Regions from separate parts of the Triticum aestivum genome. Here region 2 is linked to region 1. A link is a contact called in public HiCAR-type data. All regions are on one chromosome and are shown on one strand. Each heading gives the region's core, a stretch centred on a gene start, on an enhancer-like site or on the middle of the called end of the contact. The rest is flanking DNA. Distances are from core to core; before and after follow the strand shown. Region 1 holds the start of LOC123054539. Region 2 holds the start of LOC123054541 (FCS-Like Zinc finger 2).

Region 1 (6,139 bases), core at 2,551-5,050:
TACTCTATTGCCGTCGTTTGCTGGAGGGTGTTGTTCTGGGGTGCCCTTGGTAAGGATGTCCTCGCCGCTCTTGGCTACCTGCCGGAGTATCCAACATGCTCTAAGGCTGTGGGTCGCCCTGGTATCCAGGGTCGTGTGTATTTTGCACGGGCCATTGAGCCATCCCTCCAAAACGGTGCCGTGCACCGCAATAGGTTTATGTTTTTTGACTGTTCCTCTGGGCGTGCCACGGGGGTGCACCCTTTTCGCTAGTGAGGGGAGCCGGAATGATTCCCAGCCAGCTGCCTGAATTTTCCAGGCGCTTTCCATCGCGTTGTACTTTTGTACAATGGTTGCTAGGTCAACGAACTTTGGTGTGCGGCGGCGATTGATGGCATTAAGGATACCTTTGTCCGCGCAGTTGTTGCAGAATGCTGCTATCGCGTCTTCATCGCGGCAGCCTTTTACCTTGTTTTTGACAAGGAGGAATCTGCCCCAGAAGTGGTGGACCGTTTCATGAGGCTGTTGTTTGATGCCTCTGAGAGCATCTATGTCCGGGTGGGTGGGTGGAATTGAATCCGAATCCCGACCTGGTTTTGAATCCGGAGTTTGGAGGTCTACCGGGCCGGATAGTTCGGGCTCCGGGATATCGACTGATTTTTTAGGCTCGTCATTCGACTTTATGTTCGGAGGAAGAGACATGACCTTCTGCCGGCAAGTATCCGGCTCTTCAAGATCGGTGATCCGAACATAGTTCGTCTTCAATATAGTGGAAGAGTTGCTCCGCTCCTCGACTACCGCTATCTGATGGGTGATCGGTGGAGTTTTAATTTCTCTCTGGTCGGGTTTAAGCCCGACCCGATCGTAGTCCGTAGCGACCCCCAAGGCGGCCATGCGATCCAGGAGTTCGTTCAACGACGACAACTCCACTGGATCCATGCAGGCGGAGTATTCGGGATCAACGCGGAGGTGATTGTTGATGACTTGAGAGGTCATCGTCGGCTTAAGGGCCGAGCCGGCGGTCATGACGAAGCCGCCGAGACGGAGGGTCTGACTTGGGGCCAGGGCTCCTCCGGAGATGATATTATCCTTGACAACAAGGCGAGCCATCAACCCTCTTAGCGACGTCACAGAGGAACTCTGAGTGAAAGCACCAATGTCGGTGTCAAAACCGGCGGATCTCGGGTAGGGGGTCCCGAACTGTGCGTCTAGGATCGATGGTAACAGGAGACGGGGGACACAATGTTTACCCAGGTTCGGGCCCTCTCTATGGAGGTAATACCCTAATTCCTGCTTGATTGATCTTGATGAATATGAGTATTACAAGAGTTGATCTACCACGAGATCGTAATGGCTAAACCCTAGAAGTCTAGCCTATGAGTATATGGTAATGAATCTGTCCTATCCGGACTATTCTCTCCGGTTTATATAGACACCGGAGAGATCTAGGGTTACATGAGGTCGGTTACATAAGAGGGGATCTTCATAATCGGCCGCCTAGCTTGCCTTCCACGCCAAGTAGAATCCAGTCCGGACACGGGTATAGTCTTCGGTCTTCGTGTCTTCATATCCCATCAGTCCGGCCCAACAGATAACAGGCCGGACGCCCGAGGGCCCCTTAGTCCAGGACTCCCTCAGCGGGGGCCGGGGTCGAAAGGTGACCCGATTTAATGGTGTCGACACGTGGTGTACGATGTGTTAGTGGGTCACTGCCTGCCTGTCGGTGACTGGGCACATCTTCCGTAGCACGTCCACGCTTTCCAACCAGCCATTGAGCGAAGCTCACACAATCTCCGGTGACTCGGCGATAACTAGTTACACATATGTATAATGCATCAAAGAAACAAGAGAAACACCGAAGGTTCAAAGAGTTTGCAAATTGACGTGTTATCATTTTGAGGTAAATACACATACACTGACGGTGCTAGAACTTGCGCCCAACGATCAGTTTGGTACCAAAACTAGAAGAACTTGCATAGATGGCCATTTTGGCACATCAATACCTCAAAATAGAGTGCTTTTTTGGACGAGTGGGATCTCACGAAAAGATTAAAACAGAAAAGTCCTTGGTTTAGCGACTTTGGAGAGGGCTCACATGAGGCAAGGCTTCAGTATTACCAATCTAAAAGAGGGCAATATTTTCATCTCTGCATCAACCATAGAAGAAGGGAAAAAAATATCCACCATCTCAACCATAGCCCAGGGTGGGTTACCATTCATGAACACAAGAAGGTTACCGTCCAGAGGCATTCACCACTATCATGAAGAAAAATTGGTTAATGCTTTGAAAATAGCAAATAAACTCAAAAAGTGGCCGAATTTAAGCATGAACTTTGCAACGGTGTGTATTTTAAACCTAGTAAAAGATTCAAACTTTTCCGTCCTTGTTTGGATGTTATTTTGAACCAAAAATGCAGAAACAAAAGTGGTGGGCCCTTAGTGTCACCACTTCGACAACACATATAGTCCATTTGGCGGTTTCTCAATTTTAATTCGACCCTTTTCTCCTCTCACGCCCCGACCCCCCGGCCACTTTGCTCTTGCCGCCATCGCCAAGGTGTTCCTCGGCCTATCTGCCATTGCGACCGTCACACACATCTCCACCACCTTTGCTCGTCGTCGTCCTCCATCGTTGCTGCGCTCTTCGGCATCCCCGTGCGCCGACTGTTCTCCATTGCCTCATCTCTTCCGCCAACGTCGCAATTTTTGTTTGGCAATCCAAACGGATAAAAAAACACAAATCATCTATCTGTTTGGGTTGACCGGTTGAAGTTAGTTCTTTTTCATTGCCATGAACTGTTTACAGTGACAGTGCTCTATAGCACAGTGTGCACGCAAAAGGACAAAACCAAACAGGATCCAATCATTTAGGGGACAAAACCAAACAGAGTGGGCAGACATGCGACCCAAATTGAGGATAAACAAATTGTGAATCATGTCTGATTGCTCTCTTCAGATCCATGGTGTTTACTTTTCTGTTTTCATTTCTAATCAAATAATTCATCGGCACATGACAGATCGACCGAGAACAACTGAACAAGTACAATTTACTCCCATCCGGGCAGCTTAATTAGCTTGTCATGGACACATGCGGGAAGCTACAGGCACCTGTGCTTCGTGCCGCCTGATGCTGCCCTGCCTCTCGTAGGCGGCGCCAAAGCTAGAGCACCGGCCGGAGAGGGAGACATCAGACAACGCCTCCCAAGAGACATCGATGGTTCTTCAGAATACAGATGTTGTTTTCTTCAGAATCCAGATATTTTGGATCCAAACAATACTTTCCGGGGCCGGCCGGCTAGCTCGCGATGGACACCTTCCTGGACTGCCGCTGCCCACGGTGGCACTCCGCCTCCGCCGTGAACCGCTGCAGCCTCCGGGCGGCCTGCCTGGCGCAGACAGCGTCGAGGTGCATCTGCTCGTGGCGGCACTCCTCGCTGCAGAAGGGCGTGTCCCCTCTGTACATGAAGACGTCGCTGTCGCGCGCCAGCGGCTTGGCGCAGAGCGCGCACGCGTCCAGCGCCGGCATGCCGGGCTCGCCCACCGGCTCGGCGTCGAAGAAGAAGGCGCAGGCCACCGATGCCGCCATGGTATATGGTTGGAGACGGAGGCTTCTTCTAGCTAGCTCGGACTTGTGCTCCAGAGGGCGGGGGAAGAGGTGGGTGAGTTTGGTGCAGCGGTGCGAAGCGGGAGGCCGGGTATATATGGGGGGAGCGGAGCACGGGATGGCCATTATTGGTGCACTGGCGGCCTGCAAACCATGGTCCGGTGCGCGGTAACCATGGACGAAGTCCGGCATGCCCGGGTGTATTGCGGTGGTTGGCTCGATGGCTAGCGTGGGCCACCGCGACGAGAACGACAAGGGCGGAGTTATGCTTGACGTGGACGGGGTGGTCCCGACAAACGGAGAGGACTCGAGGCGTCTCTGCAGAGTGTCCATGTCGACCTAGAGAAAAACAGGCGATCGATTAGGACACATGAAATACTACGAGCAATTGCTCCGCTTTTTCCTGCAGAAGAACGCTGTGGATAAGTGCAAGCATTGGCGTCAATAATTACCGCACAAGCGTGAAGCCTCCATGTATCCCTGTGCCACTTGTCGGGAACGAGGGCGTCAAATCTACTCTCGTAGTTTTGGATTAAAGTAACTTGAACGTCTTGGTGTCGATAATTAGGGTTCCAGCACTAGAACAAACAAGCGCAAGCGACAGGCACGGAGACACCGCACATGGTTTAGCCACGCTAATGACAAGCTACAGCAAATGCACATACACGCACCTGGTAGCACTACTATGATTCGTGCCCTTTTCAGAAAAGAAATAAAACGAAAAGAAAACCAGAAAAGAGTTTGATGCCGTTTCCTTTTCACCCGCCGGTGCTCCATCCGGGAATCTTTGGGGCTGTGCCGGTGCATGCGCGCCACGGCGCCAGGTCGCACCTTGTGTACAGTAGCCAAGACACTGGGAAAAGGAAACCAAGACATTGGGAGCTTGGCACGCGTGAAGTTCTTGTCTGCTCAATCAAAACGAACCACCTTGTCACACACACAACACTTGAGATCCACTCCTAGTACGCTGAAAACTTTGGGGAGAAGGATGCGTTGTTTAACCGAGAAGCTGCCAGCTGGTCTCGTCGTCAGAGTCGCCGTGCAGGTCTCGGAACAAGGGGGTGCACCTTGCAGCTGCAGGCCGTAATTAACAGTCGCACGCCTGAAGATTCCACCGATAGGTTTCCATGCCACGGGTAGATGGCATCTCGCATCGCCGATGTCAGGCGGGCAGGCTCCGTCCTAGGGGGCAGCTCTGTCGAGATCTGCGCCCAGTTTGTTTAGTCCCTGGCTTAACACTTAGCAGTGAACTAGTTGCACGTAATCTCGTTCGGCAGAGATGATGGACAGTGGTAGTAGCACGCTCGCCTCCAGAATTTTCTGAAGAACTCTTTTCCCTGTGATGATGACGACTCCAGAGTTTGATTGGTGTGGGGGCTGCTAAAAGCGGTTGGGTTTTGTTTAAAGCGGCGAGTATCGACACTCGACACAATGATACGACGTGCTCCGTATGCAACCGAGTCACGGCACATCTCTTCCGTTGCACGTCTACGTCTTCCAGCCAGGCCATTGCTCGCTCACCCTAGTCCAATTCGGTTTGGGCTTGCGGAGAGGGGAGGGGGGCGCCTCCACCTGGCTGCTGCCTCCTCTCTTCCACTGAGGCCCATGAAGGCCCATTAGCCCCCCGGGTTCCGGTAACCTTCCGGTACTCCGGAAAATACGCGATACACTTCGGAACCATTCCGGTGTCCGAATATAACCTTTCAATATATCAATTTTTATGTCTCGACCATTTCGAGACTTCTCGTCATGTCTGTGATCTCATTCGGGACTCCGAACAACCTTCGGTACATCGGATCACATAACTCATAATACAAATCGTTATCGAACGTTAAGCGTGCGAAGCCTACGGGTTCGAGAACTTTGTAGACATGACCGAGACACATCTCCGGTCAATAACCAATAGCGGAACCTAGATGCTCATATTGGCTCCTACATATTCTATGAAGATCTTTATCGGTCAACCCGCATAACAACATACGTTGTTCCCTTTGTCATCAGTATGTTATTTGCCCGAGGTTCGATCATCGGTATCATCATACGTAGTTCAATCTCGTTACCGGCAAGTCTCTTTACTCGTTCCGTAATATTTCATCCCGCAACTAACTCATTTGTCACATTGCTTGCAAGGCTTACAGTGATGAGCATTACCGAGAGGGCCAGAGATACCTCTCTGAAACACGGAGTGACAAATCCTAGTCTCGATCTATGCCAACCCAACAAATACCTTCGGAGACACCTGTAGAGCATCTTTATAATCACTCATTTACGTTGTGACGTTTGATAGCACACAAAGTGTTCCTCCGATATTCGGGGGTTGCATAATCTCATAGTCTGAGGAACATGTATAAGTCATGAAGAAAGCAGTAGCAATGAAACTGTAACGATCATAATGCTAAGCTAATGAATGGGTCTTGTCCATCACATCATTCTCCTAATGATGTGACCCTGTTCATCAAATGACAACACATGTCTATGGTTAGGAAACGTAACCATTTTTGATAAACGAGCTAGTCAAGTAGAGGCATACTAGGGACACTTATGTTTTGTCTATGT
Region 2 (6,139 bases), core at 2,066-4,565, 130 kb before region 1:
TGACACCAACGAGTGCGCCAAGCAGCCATGGTGCATCATCTCCTCGTGGCTCTGACTCAGCGATGGGTGGCGAAAGAGACGTACGGAAAAAGAAAAAGAACATACGGACGCACGCGCTCAGCCAATCTGACGTGTGAATCTGTGATATTTTTCTAAGCTCTCGCGTTTAGCTTGCTCGACTCACGCATTGCAAACCTTGCTTCGATTAGCTTTCCACAAGCGATTGGTGGTGACGTACGTACTTGCAAAAGGTATAGTTGTTGTCAACTCGTGAGTAATATAAAAAACATGAAGGACAGGGTCAGAATGCTTTCCTTTAGAGCATGAGCACAATCAAATTCAAGCACAAACATGGAACAGTAAATTTCATTTTGTTACCGAAAAGTTGAGTTGTTCTTACTGACGGTTCCAGGACTCACTTGTTGCGATGTCAATTCTCCACCGTGATTCAAACATGCAGCAATTAATCTCCAAAATCAAAAAAAGAATCAAGATTCTTCTGCAACGCGTCACAGCTTTGTGCGTAGCACCGCCACTCGCAACAAAGTTCACAAGATTTAAATTTAGTAGTATGAAGGGACGCCAATGAGGCTAGGCCTCCATTTATGTAGATGTGTAAAGGGGAATATAGGTGTTGTTCACCATGTTGGCTGTACATTACTTTTCGGACATGGTGAACTTGGCTCGACTGGGTGCTGTTTAATCCCAAACTTTACCTTCCTCACAGTGACAACGAAAAAGCATGATGGTTTTCAGTGTGGGGAAGTCATCAGTGGAAACAGAGTGATGTATGGTTTAGTATAAAAGGCGATGGCAAGCTTCCTCATTCCCTCCCACTCCTACTCGAAAGTGCACTAATTCAACTATGAGTAAGTAAGGATTGGATTCCATTCGCTCAATCATCCTTTTACAAACCTTGTCATAAGGCAACTGAGGTTTATATTAAAAGAAGAAAGACGATCTACTTTAGAAGGAAATACTAAACCTGGTATTAACATCATGAAACTCGAGTTAAAACCATCAATGTCCCACACTACCTCGCCAAACTAGATCTGGGGCGCCAAGTGACAACACAAACACACTGAAAAAGAGCACTATAATCGTCAAAGGGTGAAGCAAAAGCCAATGGGAAGCAGTTCTACACCTTGTCGACACATATGAAAGACAAATCGCCGCACCCTCTGTCGACGCAACGGCGTTAAGATTGTGTCGTGCTTACCATGTAGACTATGCATCAAGATCGTCTTCATCCTGAAATTTATAATAAAAATGTGAAAAAGCCAAACGTCATATATTTAGTAGCACACGACTTTACCGAAACACCTTTATTAAAAAAAATTGAAAAACACATTCAAGTAATTGGTGCCTTGGTGCCTGTCCAAGATGTTCCTTGTGTTTGTTTGTTATAGTGTTGGAACCCTAATTATCAGCAGTAAGACATCCCGTTACCTTAGTAGCGGAAGTCTTTTTCCTCTCGCATCCATCAGCGGCACGCCATGTGCATAGCTCGTTGCCATATCTGGCCCCGTCTCGGCGGAGCAAACTTTTGAAATCAAGGAGCGTATAGAAGCAACGATCGGGAATCATCGTTGTAGACTAGAAAATGCCATCAACCACAATCCGTATGAGCAAATCGCCGCCTCAGAAAAGAAAACGTCAAACATGGCCTGTAGAGCGCCCTTGATCTGGCAAGACGGAGTTGCACGCCTGGACCCAGGCGAGGCTGGCCAACCATCATCGGTTGGAACTAGAGACGAAAGGCCAAAATACATGGTGACAAACCTGCAGAAAAAGGCGAGACTTGAAGAAAGCTAGGGAACCATAATCCTCCACACATTCCGACGAGGACGAGGCGGGAGACCTTATTCCATGCCGAGAACGGCACTATCGTATCGCCACTGCCGATCAAAGACAAACTTAACCCCACCAAAGCCTTGAAGTCCCAGCCCCCTCCCGTTGACGGAACGATAGAGGAAGAAGAAGGGACATGTGCCTAGTCAGGGAGTCACCGAAGACGGGTTGTCGTGTGCTCCTAGGTCATGGGAGCTCGGAGGAAAAGAACCCTTAGATTTGATACTTTGAGGAACTATTGCACCTAATTTGGGTAAGTTGGCATCTTTCTTCAATTAAAAAAAACATCACAATGGTACAATTTGTTTGGAATGGTCAGTAATATCGTAAGATTCACACAATCACCCGTGTGGGAAGCCAAAGGCAGACCCATCAAACAGGTCAATACACTTACACATAAAAAAAAATCTCAAAAGACTTAGAGCAAAAGCATAAATTCAGGGAAACATGATAATTTATCCTTCTCCCTTTAGTGTTAAAAAAGTCTTACATTATGGGACCGGGTAGTAGTTTACATCAATTCCATTTTAACAGTGACAGTGCTGTTGCATAGTGTCCCTAGCATGTCGTACCAAAAACCAAACAGGATTCAATCATTCAGGGAAACGAAATAGGAGACGGCGGATCTACCCTTTTTCTTTCAAGAAAGAAAAAAGAGACGGCGCACACGGGTGGCCTACACCGAAGTTGAACAAATCGTGAATCGTGTTTGATTGCTTCCTTCAGATCCATGGCGTTTTCTACTTCGTTTCCAACAAAATCGAATCAACGGCACAGCACAGATCAACCAAGAATCTACAGGCACACGGCCAGCTTAATTAGCTTGCCATGGACACTTATGGGAAGCTACAGTCACCTACCACCGGATGCTTTGCCCTGCACTGCGTCCCGAAACAACGTCGATGGTTCTTCAGAATACAGCGGTTGTTTCTTCAGAATTCATTCAGATCTTGTGGATCCAAACAAAACTTTCCGCGGCTAGCTGGCGATGGACACCTTCCTGGACTGCCGCTGCCCACGGTGGGACTCCGTCTCCGTCTCCGCCGAGAAGCGCTGCGGCCTCCGGGCGGCCCGCCTGGCGCAGACGGCGTCGAGGTACATCTGCTCGTGGCGGCACTCCTCGCTGCAGAAGGGCGTGTCCCCTCTGTACATGAAGACGTCGCTGTCGCGCGCCAGCCGCTTGGCGCAGAGCGCGCACGCGTCCAGCGCGTGCTTGCCGGGCTCGCCGGCCGGCTCGGCGTCGAAGAAGAAGGCGCAGGCTACTGATGCCGCCATGGTATTGCTGTGTGGCTCTTCTAGCAAGCTCGAGCTTCAGAGCTAGAGCTCACAGCTCGCTGCTGCTCTTGGCGGGAGGAAAGTGGGTGAGTTTGGTGCAGCGGTGCGATGGGGGAGGGCTGGTATATATGGGGGAAATGGAGCAAGGGGAGGCCATTATTGGTGCACTGGAGCTGGCGGCCTGGGAAACCATGGTCCGGTGCGCGGTATGGGTCTGTCTAACTATGGACGATGGGAGCGGTTCGACTAGTTCATTCCAGCATGCTTGGGTGTACTGCGGTGGTTGGCTGGATGGTTAACGTGGGCCACGCAGTCGGCTCCACCGCGACGAGAACGACAAGGGGAGGAGTTATGAGTGACGTGGATTGGCTCTTTATCTAGAAACGAAGAGGACAGAGTCTCTGTAAAGTGTCCATGTCCACGTATAGAAAACCGGACGATTGATCAGGACTGGAAATACTAATACCTGTTACGTTTTTCCTAGCAAAAAAGAACGCTGTAGGTAAGAGCATTTTCAACAGAGGCACAAAAATTCCGTGCCCTAAAATAGTTTGAAGCCTCTTTTGGTTCATAGGATAGAATTATCATAGAAATAGGAATTTTGTAAGAAATGAGATGACATGTATCTCAAATCCTATGAGTAGGAATAGAAAACGAGATGTTATTTGATTGACACCAAAGGAATTTTTCCATTGAGTTTAGGTTTATTTTTATTTTTCTATGAAATATGGAGGATAGGAACCAATCCTATGTAGCAATAGGAGTCCATTGCTATGAACCAAAGGGCTCTAAAGGGAAAAAATCCTATAAGAATCCTATCCTCTAGAATTTCTATCAAATTCCTTCAAACCAAAGGGAGTGAAGTCTGTTTTAAACCTTGAATTCATGCGGCTCGTCCAAATTAAACCCTAACCTTTCAATCCCTGAAGTTGGTACCCTCTACTCACTGATCCCGATCTATTTCGACCTTGAACCTGTTTGCCGCACTAGGAAAAAGATGATCCCGACCGGGTTTAATCTGTACTCTCACTTACAACACTGACCCACATGTCATTTCCGTTCTCCAGTCTCCACCTAATCCCCAATTCCCCTCCTCTCTCTCCTAAAATGGTGAAACGGGCGGCCGCAGAATGGCGGAGGCGTTGGTCGGCGGCGAACTTGTTGGGGCAGACGAAGCAGTTGATGAAGGACAGCAACACGAACGTCTTGTGTGCTTACATGGTGCCACACGGGCTGCACGGCCACAATGACGGTGTGACGACGACAAAGCTTCTCCTCGCCGGCCGCAACGTAGTACAAAGCTAGCACTAACTCCGGCTGATCCTTGATTCCTAGTAGCACGATCTCCTTTCGTCAATCCACTGGGACGTGCACTAGCTTACTACTTGCCCTAGTTAGTCAACGGACCCAAGACACGCATCAGCGCCGGGTTATGCCATTTTTAACTCCAACGGAAAGGAGGGGCTGGCGGTGGAGCACCCCCGAATTCTCTTGTCCATGGCCTGGCGCATGGCGAGGCAAGGCGGTGCGGCCATGTCGAGGGAGGCTGGCGGGAGGCGTTCCCTTGCCGTTGCACACTCACGAGGACAGGCACCACGCCCTGCTCCCCGTTGCCGTGGACATCGGCTGGCTGGGCTTGAGCATTGCGATTCCTACAGAGAGAGATGAAGAGAATGAGCAGAAGGTGAATATGACAAGTAGACCCATGTACTCAGTGAGAGAAGAGAATAATCCTGGCCGGGATCAATATTTTTCCAGCACACTAAACTAGCATAACCGGATCCAGGGTTAAAATAAACCGGGATCGATAAGTACAGGGTACAGATTTCAGGGATTGAAAGGTTAGGGTTTGATTCCGACCAGCCGTATGAATTCAAGGTTTAAAATAAACTTCACTCAACCAAAGGAGGCCTTAGCGCGCCACTGTAGCATTTTTAGTGTGCCGGACCCAACATTATTTTAGTAGATGCCTAAAAACGCGCGTCCAAAAAAACACGCAGTGTAAATTATGAAGCGCGCACAATCCGACACTTCTAATTTGTAACTTTTGATAGCGTTTTTCAGCGCTCGCCCAACCCTTTTTTACGGATGCACTGTTTTACAGCTTTTGCTGGAGCTCTCCGGCGTCAAAAAACTTGAATTTTAGCACGCGGCCCAGTTTTTGGGCGCCGGTTGGAGACGATCTAAATCATAGGAGTAGGAGTGAGTATGGGCGTCAATAATTTACGCACAAGCATCCACTGTGCCACTTGTCGGGAACGAGGGCATCAAATCTACCTTTGGATTTCTTAAAAATAAATTACGCCTTTGTAATAAACTAATGCAAACGTCTTAGTGCTGGTAACTATGGTTCCAGCACCTTAAGAAACATACATAATGGAGGTACACATGGTCAGGATGCTATAATGACAAGCTATAGCACAAAAGAGGCTTGGCGGTGTATCATTCGTGTCCTTCTCAGAAGAAAACATAAGCACAAAAGAAAACCAGAAAATATGTGGATGCACTTTTTCACCGGCCGGTGCTCCATTCAGGAATCTTGTGGACGTGCCGTGCATGCGCGCCACGGCGCCAGGCACCACCCTGGTGCCACCAGCCGAGACACTGGGAGCTTGGCACGCGTACACATATCTTGTCTGCGCAATCAAACGAATCATCATCAGCCTGTCGCACAGCAGCGCCCACATGCAATACAAGCCGTGCATCCGGTACGCTGGAGACTTTTGGGCAGAGGGGTGCGGCTCACGCGGTGCGCGTTGTTTAACCGGTATAGGCTGCCAGCTGGTCTCACCATCGGGGCTGCCGTGCACGCTTCGGACCAAGGGGGGTGCACCTTGCAGGCTACAATCACGGTCGCACACGCCTGAAGATTGCACTGGCGGTAGCAGTACTGTAGTCGTAGTAGTGCTTTTCTCGCAAAAAAAAAAGTCGTAGTGGTGCTTGTGTCATCTCATGCGAATATACTAGGGGCAAATGGCATCCTGCATTGCCGGGCAGGCGGGCAGGCTTCGCT

Evidence for each region. HiCAR-type assays count read pairs that join an accessible place to other places.
Region 2: a HiCAR-type map of leaf shows a contact between it and region 1, with 5 times the contacts expected there. The contact joins the promoter of LOC123054541 here to the promoter of LOC123054539 in region 1. A contact is called at or near these places in 3 of 5 Hi-C or Micro-C datasets (leaf and an unstated tissue) and 1 of 1 datasets of contacts at active chromatin or transcription factors (leaf).

The regions. Positions count from the first base shown.
Region 1 is chr2D:565,494,356-565,500,494 of IWGSC CS RefSeq v2.1, reverse strand. LOC123054539 reads right to left here and starts at 3,800. Exons shown (of 1, transcript XM_044478324.1): 1 at 2,898-3,800. The coding sequence starts at 3,775. The coding sequence ends at 3,275.
Region 2 is chr2D:565,625,950-565,632,088 of IWGSC CS RefSeq v2.1, reverse strand. LOC123054541 (FCS-Like Zinc finger 2) reads right to left here and starts at 3,315. Exons shown (of 1, transcript XM_044478325.1): 1 at 2,539-3,315. The coding sequence starts at 3,126. The coding sequence ends at 2,830.